Regions from separate parts of the Columba livia genome. Here region 2 is linked to region 1. A link is a contact called in public Hi-C data. All regions are on one chromosome and are shown on one strand. The core of a region is the stretch at or near the end of the contact, and the rest is flanking DNA. Distances in the headings are between cores, read along the strand shown. Region 1 overlaps LPIN1 (lipin 1). Region 2 overlaps LPIN1 (lipin 1).

The links. A called contact is a pair of places that touch in the nucleus more often than the background predicts.
Region 2: a contact with region 1 is called in a Hi-C map of liver, with 2.0 times the contacts expected there. The contact joins two enhancer-like sites. A contact is called at or near these places in 2 of 2 Hi-C or Micro-C datasets (crop and liver).

Annotation. Positions count from the first base shown.
Region 1 is chr3:15,453,150-15,457,607 of bColLiv1.pat.W.v2, forward strand. It overlaps LPIN1 (lipin 1), which reads right to left. Exons shown (of 23, transcript XM_065055905.1): 9 at 3,553-3,862; 10 at 1,956-2,049; 11 at 454-641. Among named protein-coding and RNA genes, the nearest start is that of LPIN1, 55 kb to the right of the region's middle. Within about 2 kb of position 1,937, at least 1 of the 3 cell types and tissues checked has an H3K27ac peak away from gene starts, as active enhancers do.
Region 2 is chr3:15,493,602-15,498,059 of bColLiv1.pat.W.v2, forward strand. All of the region lies in intron 1 of LPIN1 (lipin 1), which reads right to left. Among named protein-coding and RNA genes, the nearest start is that of LPIN1, 15 kb to the right of the region's middle. Within about 2 kb of position 1,825, at least 1 of the 3 cell types and tissues checked has an H3K27ac peak away from gene starts, as active enhancers do.

The DNA of each region.
Region 1 (4,458 bases), core at 687-3,186:
TGCAGCTGGAAATTTAAAGCACAGAGCATTCTAAATAACTTATCTGAGAGTCACACAAGAACCCGGATGTAGAGCAGGAACTCAGGTTACAGTTTCCAACCCCTCCTCCCATTGTCTCCATTTACAAACTACCTTTTTCATGTCTGACACCAGCAGCTGGGAATTTCCTAGCTATACACTGTACCAAGTGTGATACAAAATTTAGTACTGTCAGGAAATAAAAATACCAATAATATACTTTGAAAAAATTTAGTATATATTGGATTACTGAGACGTGTTAAAAATCACAAGACCTACGTAAGCCCACTAATTCTAGGAAACTTATTTCAGGTACAGTATTTATCTTCTCAACACATTCTTGAGCACAGCCACAGGAGGGCACTGCTTCCTCGGTCTAGGATGCTAAAACTTGGCTGACAGCGCAAGCCTGGAGTTCGGAAGGGATTCCTGTACCTTTGGTTATCTCTTTGTTGTCAGTAAGGCCTCCACAGAGAGAAATGGCAATGGAGGGCAAATCTCGAATTCCATCCGAGGTGCTTTCAACTCCACTGTCAACACCTGAGCTCCCGACAGACTGCGGAGATTGACTGGCGGACCGCGGCCCCATGTCGTTCGTGTTCTTGCTTTGGGCAGTATCCCCACTGAAAAGAAAAATACGGAATTCAGTCCTCATGTATTCATTCCCAATTTCTCTCCCTTCAATAAACACCATTTCCTTCTGGCACACACTTAAGAAAAAAAAAATTGCTTGGTTTTGCCATAAAATTTAAACAAAGAAGCAGAGACCTCATGTACCCTCAAACACCAGATTGCTTCTGCTTATTTGCCTAAACTAGGCATGTATAATGATACCCACACTTACTTACAAGAGACAGGGCAAATAAGACAATAAACTATACAACCTTAGTAGACAAAATAATGCTACTATAAGCAGAGTTTATACTAGTAGAACTATTCCCATGCTGGAACAAGAATAAACGCATTAGTTTATTATTTTATATTAATTATATAAACTGATAGCTAAAGCCAAAACAAAGGATGTGTATGTGTATTTATTTGTCATGTACATATAAATAAAATACTGAATATATAAACCATTAGGATTAAAATTTTAAGAAACAAAAATTAATTATACCCACTTAAAAATCCGTGTAGAAATGAAATAATTATTACAGAGTGTGGGCCCAAACTCTGCTTTCCATTCTAGATTTATATGAATGCATTTGAAAAAGGAATTATCAATCCAACTTTTTTCTCAATATTACTGATCCTTCTCTGTTTTACTGAAATGCTAATATTACAACAACTAAATTTAAGCAAGCAAGAAAGAAAAATAAAATATGCAAGCTACTTTAGTTGTTGCTCAATGACTTCAGTCAAGTGACTAGAGTCTGATGTGGAAAGCGGATAAAAGGCTCTAATGTAGATCAGAACAAGCTGGAAATTATATGTTCAGGGTAAAATATTTTCATAAATAAATCTGTCGTGTGTCATCCAAAAATTATTATAACATTCATATTTATAGGTCATCACCCACAGTAGAACAACATTATAGCAATTATTTTGTGCTAATGCTGTTAACAGTAAGACATGTTCTTCACGGTAACAGGCAAGGACATACGGATAAATATATCCCAAGGCCAACTGCTCTCCCAGGGCATGTGAGTAATACTCACAAACATCAGTGTACATTACATAACAATCCACAATCAATATACAATGCTTAATTGACCCAAATAGAACAATCAGCTTCAAGTACATTCCTCAGGCCCAAATGCAGAGCCTTCTAAAAGCTCTAATATTTCCCTCCACAGAGTTTTATTTTCATTCTGCCTTCATCTCTGCTTGTACTCTGAAAAAGTAGTCTTATTTGGTTGGCAATTAAGAGTCTGATCTAAATCTGGAAGGTGACAAGAGCTCTTTAAATAGGAAAAATATAAGAAAAGGATTTATACTTCTTGGGGAAATAAAGTGCAGCAACTTCTGGTTCCATGTCAGGGAGGTCATCTAAATAGACACCATCAGCACCAAGATGACGGCTTCGTTTGTCTGTAAGAGATAGCACAAATAAGCCTATTAATGAACTTTTCCTGAGTAACATGCCAGAACTATTATTCCTGTTTAACTATTTATTTCAAGATTGAGAAACCAGACAAATTGTAACAGTGTGTGAACTTTTCTTTAAAATGGTACTGCCAAAAATTTCAAAACAAGTTGCTCATATACATTGTTCAGACTTTGAATACACAACATGGGACAATAGGGAGCTAGTTCTGAAATCTGTTGAAGCCTCCTTATCTCAGACAAAACCACTGGGAATTAGAAGTCCGTGGTCACTGTAGGAAAACAGCAAAAGGAAAACTTTATGTGTCATTGTGTAGGCCTGTTATCACAGTAAGGTAATCAGGGCATTTAATCTCCAAGAACTAATCTTCAATGCCCTCTTGCAAAAGGGTAATACAACAGACTATACTATAGTTACTAGCAGACTGTAACCAGCTTGTTACGGAGACAACTAACTTTAGCACATACATCCTGACGTGTTGCGTGTGCACATGCATCATTGCAGGGGACAAAAAACCCTCCTGGGTTGTACCAACACACAGAGCCATCGCTGCCCTGCCATTGCTGGTTCATCTAGACAAGTAACCACTGTAAGGCCAAGACCTAATCAGAATTCATTCTAAAACCCACAACTTCTCACTGACCTGATTTCCAACATCAAACATCAGAAAAGCAATCAGAAAAAAAGTTATGCAAAGAATGAATAGTAAGCAGAGTAACACTGTCATTTTTGTCTTCAAAGACAGTGGAAGGCATGGGGAAGTGGCTACAAAACTTGTGCCTTTATTGACTAAAAAGCAGCCACACAAACTGGGCTTATTTAAGGCTTATGTAATTATAGAAAAAATCAGAGCTCTAAAACATAACATTTGTAAGCAAATAAATTTCATGTGAATATTGTGACACTTATTATAAAGCACTATGGGTACAGAGCCCAGAAATTAAGAAGTAGAAAAGCAGATGGAATTATATTTCACAATTTCAAGATAGCATGTGTACCACAGGGAACTGAAATTGCTCATGTGAAACAAAACACCTTATTTTACGGTAAATCTGTTGTTTGTGCAAAAGACATACTACTACTTTCTATTATCACAGAGAGGTTCCACAATTACCAGCGACACATAACACCTCCAAAAGTAGTCAGAGCACATAAAGCAGCAGACCTACAGTGTGCTTGTACCAAAAAGTGAAATCTCTGAATCTGTCAAATATGGATGAATTTGGAGTAAGTTTTGCAGTCTTGCTCATATACAGAGAGCTGACAAAAACCTTAGACCAAGAAGAATCTTATATCTTACTACATGGCTCCTGTGAACAGCCTGCTGCACAGCTCAGGTTTTGAAGTTTCTTTCCAAAGCTTCTTTCTTTTCAGATCTGAAAGTGCCTTCAGGGCACAGATTAATTTATATGACAATGAGATGCTTTATCACCATGAAATTTAAAGACAAAATCATACATATGAAAGTGCAGAATCAACAGCTTTACCTTTCTTTCTGGAAGGGGAATCTGTCTTGCCAGCTGATTGGGCCGAGCAAGCTGTAGCTTGTTTTATTTCTTCACTGGCAGGCAGTGATGGTACAGCTGCTCCTGGAGACTCTATCTCTGGCTTATTTGTCTCAGCTGGTAAGGGCTCACTGTCATCCCCAGTTGTTGCACCTGCTTCTCCAATGGCAGGTAGAGGAGACACAGTGTTAAACTCCTCTACAGGAGAACTTTGGATGACCCGAAAGTGAGTGCTTTCTGAAGGATTTACATCCACCACACTGGGTTCCTTTGCTTTGAGCACAGAACTGGCCTGTGAGGGAAAAAAAAAACAAACAGATTGCTATTAAGGAAAGCTCTTATACTCCAGCGAGATCAGATTCTCAAGGTACACAGCTACAGTAGAAAGCCACAACTAACTCAGGTAGAGACTACAGCATACAAAAGACCTCTCTGCTGTGCACTCGCTCACACAAAACTCATCTGCATCTTGGGGTCAGGAAAGCTTTGTTCTGCAAAGTGCTCTACAGCCCTCATTTCCCACTCAGCTACCTGGGAGCATGTCACAACTCCAACCCTGCCCTCTTCCTGGCAAATCCCAGCTTTTCATCACAAGGTAACCCTGACAAACATGAGAAGGAAACACAGACTGGAGTCCTTAAACAATCAGGATGCTCTCAGGGACGAGCACAGGAGCATAAAGTCATTCATTTATACCCCAGATTTAGATTTTATATCACTTTATGGGAACAATTCTACATCTTCTCTGAACATTGCTCAGGAAGTGTTCTTACAGAAGGGAGCTGAGCTCCTACAGCAGCAGCTGTATACCTGCTGTGACCTTCTTGTCACAGCAAATTCCTACATGATGGTCAACAGCATCCAAAGTGTAACTCCCAGTCACATATG
Region 2 (4,458 bases), core at 575-3,074, 40 kb after region 1:
GGTCATAGGGGAGGACTACAGCACATGCAAATCAGCACAGCGGAGTTTAAGTGCTTTGCAGCATGAAAAGCATAGTCAAGCTTTCTCATATGAAGTGGATGAGGCCCAAAAAGAAAACAGTTTTGCTTCGTCACCTCACTCAAACTTGGCCTGCATCATTGCTTTCAAGTCAGAGGCGCCATAATGCTCTAGCATTTTGGTAGCTCTGGAGTCCAAAGGCATCTCATGGAGAGGGAGGCACAGGTGTGGGGTGGGAAAATCCCAAGCAGCTCAGAGCCTCCTTGCCCAGCCCTCACAGGCTGCATTGCTCTGGGGTCAGCCTGGGATCCAGGGCAGCTCCTGCAGCATGTGCACAATGTTCTCCCTTGCCCTGTCACTGCTGAAGGTACAGATAGCTGCATTTTGCACTACCTAAAGTTTGTAAATTATTTTAAAAATCTAGACTTATGCTGAATGCTTTTTAACAATCCAGCATCCATGGCATTCCTGCTCTGGAGCTCCAATCTTCTTGCTAAGCATCAGTGGGAGAAGAGGAACTGTTGGACAGCAGCAGTCTGCAGCAGAGCCCAGGCGTGTTGCTTTGCTGACCACATTTGAAAGTGAATTTGAGCAAAGGCAGAAGGAGCATTACATGGCAGTTAAATTATTTTGCCAGATGCCTTGTTGAGTATGTCTCAGCACTGGGTTAACACATGAGACTCTAGCATAGGTCTTTGAAATACATGCATACAGCTGCCTTAGGCCAGGTCTGAATTCTTTCTGCCGAGCTCCTCCCATTTCTAAACGCCGTGTTAGTCATAGTGAAAATTATCAGCTGTTTATCTAAAATCTTCTGACACATCAACTGACGGTTGATAAAGGCCATTTCCTCATCTCCACCAAACCATTCAGCTGGAGGAGCGTGTTTGACCACCACCTCCATTGGCTGGAGTGGTGGCCCCACCACCACGCCTGCTGCTGGCGTTTGGCAGATATTTTAATGACTGCAGTTAACACCGCACCTGGGAGTGTTCCTCTTAGGAACTACCCCAGGCTACCAAAAGATGTTTCATGAGGTGATGTCTCCACATCACCCGATGATCACACTCTCCTTCATGACTTCAGCCTTTCCAGACCCAGGGGCCTCCCAGCCCTCTCCTTTATGGGGCAGCCTGGCCATCAGGCCTGGAAATGGGTGCTGTTGGCTCTCCGCTGGACCACCAAGGAAGGCCATACATGTCTTTCACCAGAGGAGGGTTAATATGACCACCTCCTCCTCACAGTTCAGGGCAGAAAGTGGAGCTGCACAACTGTGGTATCTGCACCATACATGCCCCTGCATGTTGGGCTTAGTCTTGTGACAAGCTTTGGGTTGTTTGGACCCTCATTGTTAAGCAAGAGGCACAGAAGTTGAGAGTAGATTTGTCAGAATCTGGGGTTTGCACCCATGAAGAATCTGGAAGCTTTGGGTTTTGCATGATAAATAGAGAACAGACCAAGCTGATGCCTGTCCCATTGGTTTTCATGCTGAGACACCACATCCATGCTTAGTCATGCTCACAGAGGACCCTCAGGAAGGAAAAAATACAGGAGCTATTAAGGAGCTCTTGGCTTAGTTCAGACACATTCTGGTCAAACAGGTAGGGCAGCAGAGCTAAACCCTGAGCGGTCCTGTTTACAAGCTTGAGAAATGGGGTTTGTGACACATGCTGGATCTCCAGGCTCTGCAGCAGGAGAAGTGTGCAGGAATATAAACTGCTACAGCTGCTGTGCTGCTGCCTGCTCTCTAAATAACACCGGGCACAGGCAGTGTGTGTTTTCACTGGCTAGGAAAATTTGCCATAGGTCACAAACAAATACTTTATAGACGCTTATGGCGAACTTTGGAAAGGAGCATTTCTCTGATTCCATTTATTTTCTGTGTAAATCTAGGCAGGAGTTTCAGGAGTGGGGATGGGGTTAGGGAGATGACAGGCACAAAAGTGGGTGCTGCACGCTGAAAAGCTGCACGAGTGTTTTGTGTTGTGAATTGAAGCCTTTGTTCATTTGCCCAAGGCAGCTGCCTCTGTAGCGAGGCATAAATGTCGCAGCAGCAAGTGGGAGGTAATGGTCACATCTGTGGCTGACCTTTAAAAATCAGCTGGGCCTTTCATTCTCTGTTTACTCGCTTTGTTTGCTTGTAGGATTTTACTCAGAGGTCTTCCCTGTGGGTATCATAGCTATTTTTTACTGCAGATGTTGCTTCCCATCCCCCTGCCCATTGATTTGTGGTAAGCCTACCATCAGAATGCAATTTATTTGGAGCAGATTAAATTTTGCCACATATGGAAGCTGCTTTGAGTCAGTACTGATATCTAAGTACTTGTATATAAATTACCATCCAGAGTACCGGCAGAGTAATGTGTACATCAGATTTCAATATATGGCTTCATGACAGGTTTGAAAGAGTGATAACAAGCCTGCATTAAAGCGCCAGTGTATTAAAATACGTGTGTGGCTTTTCCATTTTTCTCTGTCCATCTGGGAAGAAAGAATATAGACAGGTTTGCTATGATTCTTTCAAACCCTTCATGAAGTCAACTTGTAAAGGCTCACATGCACATAATTAACTGCAGAAAAAAATGTATCGTCTTCTATGTAGTCTTCATAGTTTTTTTAAAGGGATTTGCTAGCAACAGCCTTTTAGGGAGCAAGTGTAGGTCATTTTGGGAAACATGGGTATGTTTGTAATATGGAGAGGACAGACCTTGTGTCACAAGATCAGATTTCTGAAGTGAAAACAACAGGAGAGGAAAAACAATCCTACATCAGAGGGGTGCGTCAGGAAGTTTGGAAACTTCCATTGTGGCTGGCACTATCACAGGTTTTCTGTGCTCTGCTGCACAGCCCAGCTTCTGGGTTTTTTAAAAATATAAAATACACAAAATAGTATCAAACTCAGACTACTGTTATGAACTGAATTTCTTGGCGTTCACAACAGTTCTGAGTTCCTTGGGTCAGTACATAGTGTTCACATATAGTAAAGACTACATATACATAAAAGTAAACATGAGTTCATAAATAGACTTTGGAGGCAGTTCCCTGCTGGATTTTATCCAGGAAATCAGAAAATAAGGAGGAGGGCAAAGCAAAGTGTGCCTTTCATTGCACGTGATTTGTTTTTCTCACTAACGCTACATGCTGTACAGGACTATTTCTAGGAAGAAGGAGGTGGCCATAAAAACCAATCAAAATATGCTACAATTTTTCTGACTAGTAGATAAACAGCACATGCAGAAAAAGAGGACGTTTTTAACTCAAATCCTTGGTGAGAAGGATCACAGAATGCAATGGGGAGGGAGTATATTATTCCTGCAGAGCAAGTTTAGTATTTGCTAATATTAAAAAAAAAAAAAAAAAAAAAAGCTTTAAAAGTCTTTAGAAGTATTTTAGAACATGTTAATAATCCCTTGGGCTTAACTGGACTTTAATTAATACTAAAATAATTGGACTGGCTTTGAAACTGTTCCACCATCTAACAATATCACACTTTAGAGGTTCCCTGCCTCTCCTACTTCCCTCAATATTTTGCCTCAACTAAGCTCAGTGGCCTGGCATCTATTGCTCTCTTTTGCTAAATGTCATGTATCAATAGTTCTTCTGCATGATGCTGAGTGAAGCCTTACAGACATCTCGGCTGTGGAGCAACAGGACCTAACATCAACTACAGGTGTCTTATTTTATGCTCCTGAAGATGCCACTCCTGCTAGACTGGGGGTGAAGCAGCACTAGGTTGATACAGCAACAACCAGCTGCCTGTGGCAATGCCTTGGGGCTCTCTGTTTTCTGAATTTGTAGCTTAAGAACATTATGGAGAGTCGGGTCCCAAGATCTGTGCCACAAACCTCTCCCAGAGTCCAGTGACTTGACCAAGAACATCAGAAATCCACCTCTGTCGGTGGAGGATCCTGACTGGTATTTTTGTTACCTACACAGGGCTGGTTTTCCCCAGAAAATTTTTAAATTAAATTCATATATTAGTAAGTCACCAAAAAGTGAACTAGTGACAACAAGAGATGATATATTCACTGTATCAGGCTCCAGTATATTTACTCATTTTCTTTCCATTATGCAGTGCCCATAATGTAATTATTCCTATGTGAAGGGAGCCCTGCAGAGAGCAAGCACAAAGGTCCAGCTGTTCTTGTTTTGCTTGAGGTGGCAACACAGGACTCTACCTTTTCAGAGCCTTTCTCACCCATATCACAGTCTTCATTATGTGTCATCACTTGAGTAGAAAGATTTCCTGCCTCTGGGTTGGTTTGTACTAGTTTTAGTGAGATAACATTAGATTTGGAGTCCACATGGTATAGAGTGCAAAGATGTTTAACATAAGAACCCTCCTATATTCAGCCCAGATGCACCTATCTGGATTTAAGGAGAGAAAATAGTCCCCCTGACTCCAAGGTCACCTTTCTCTAGTGGCATCAGATCCTGAAG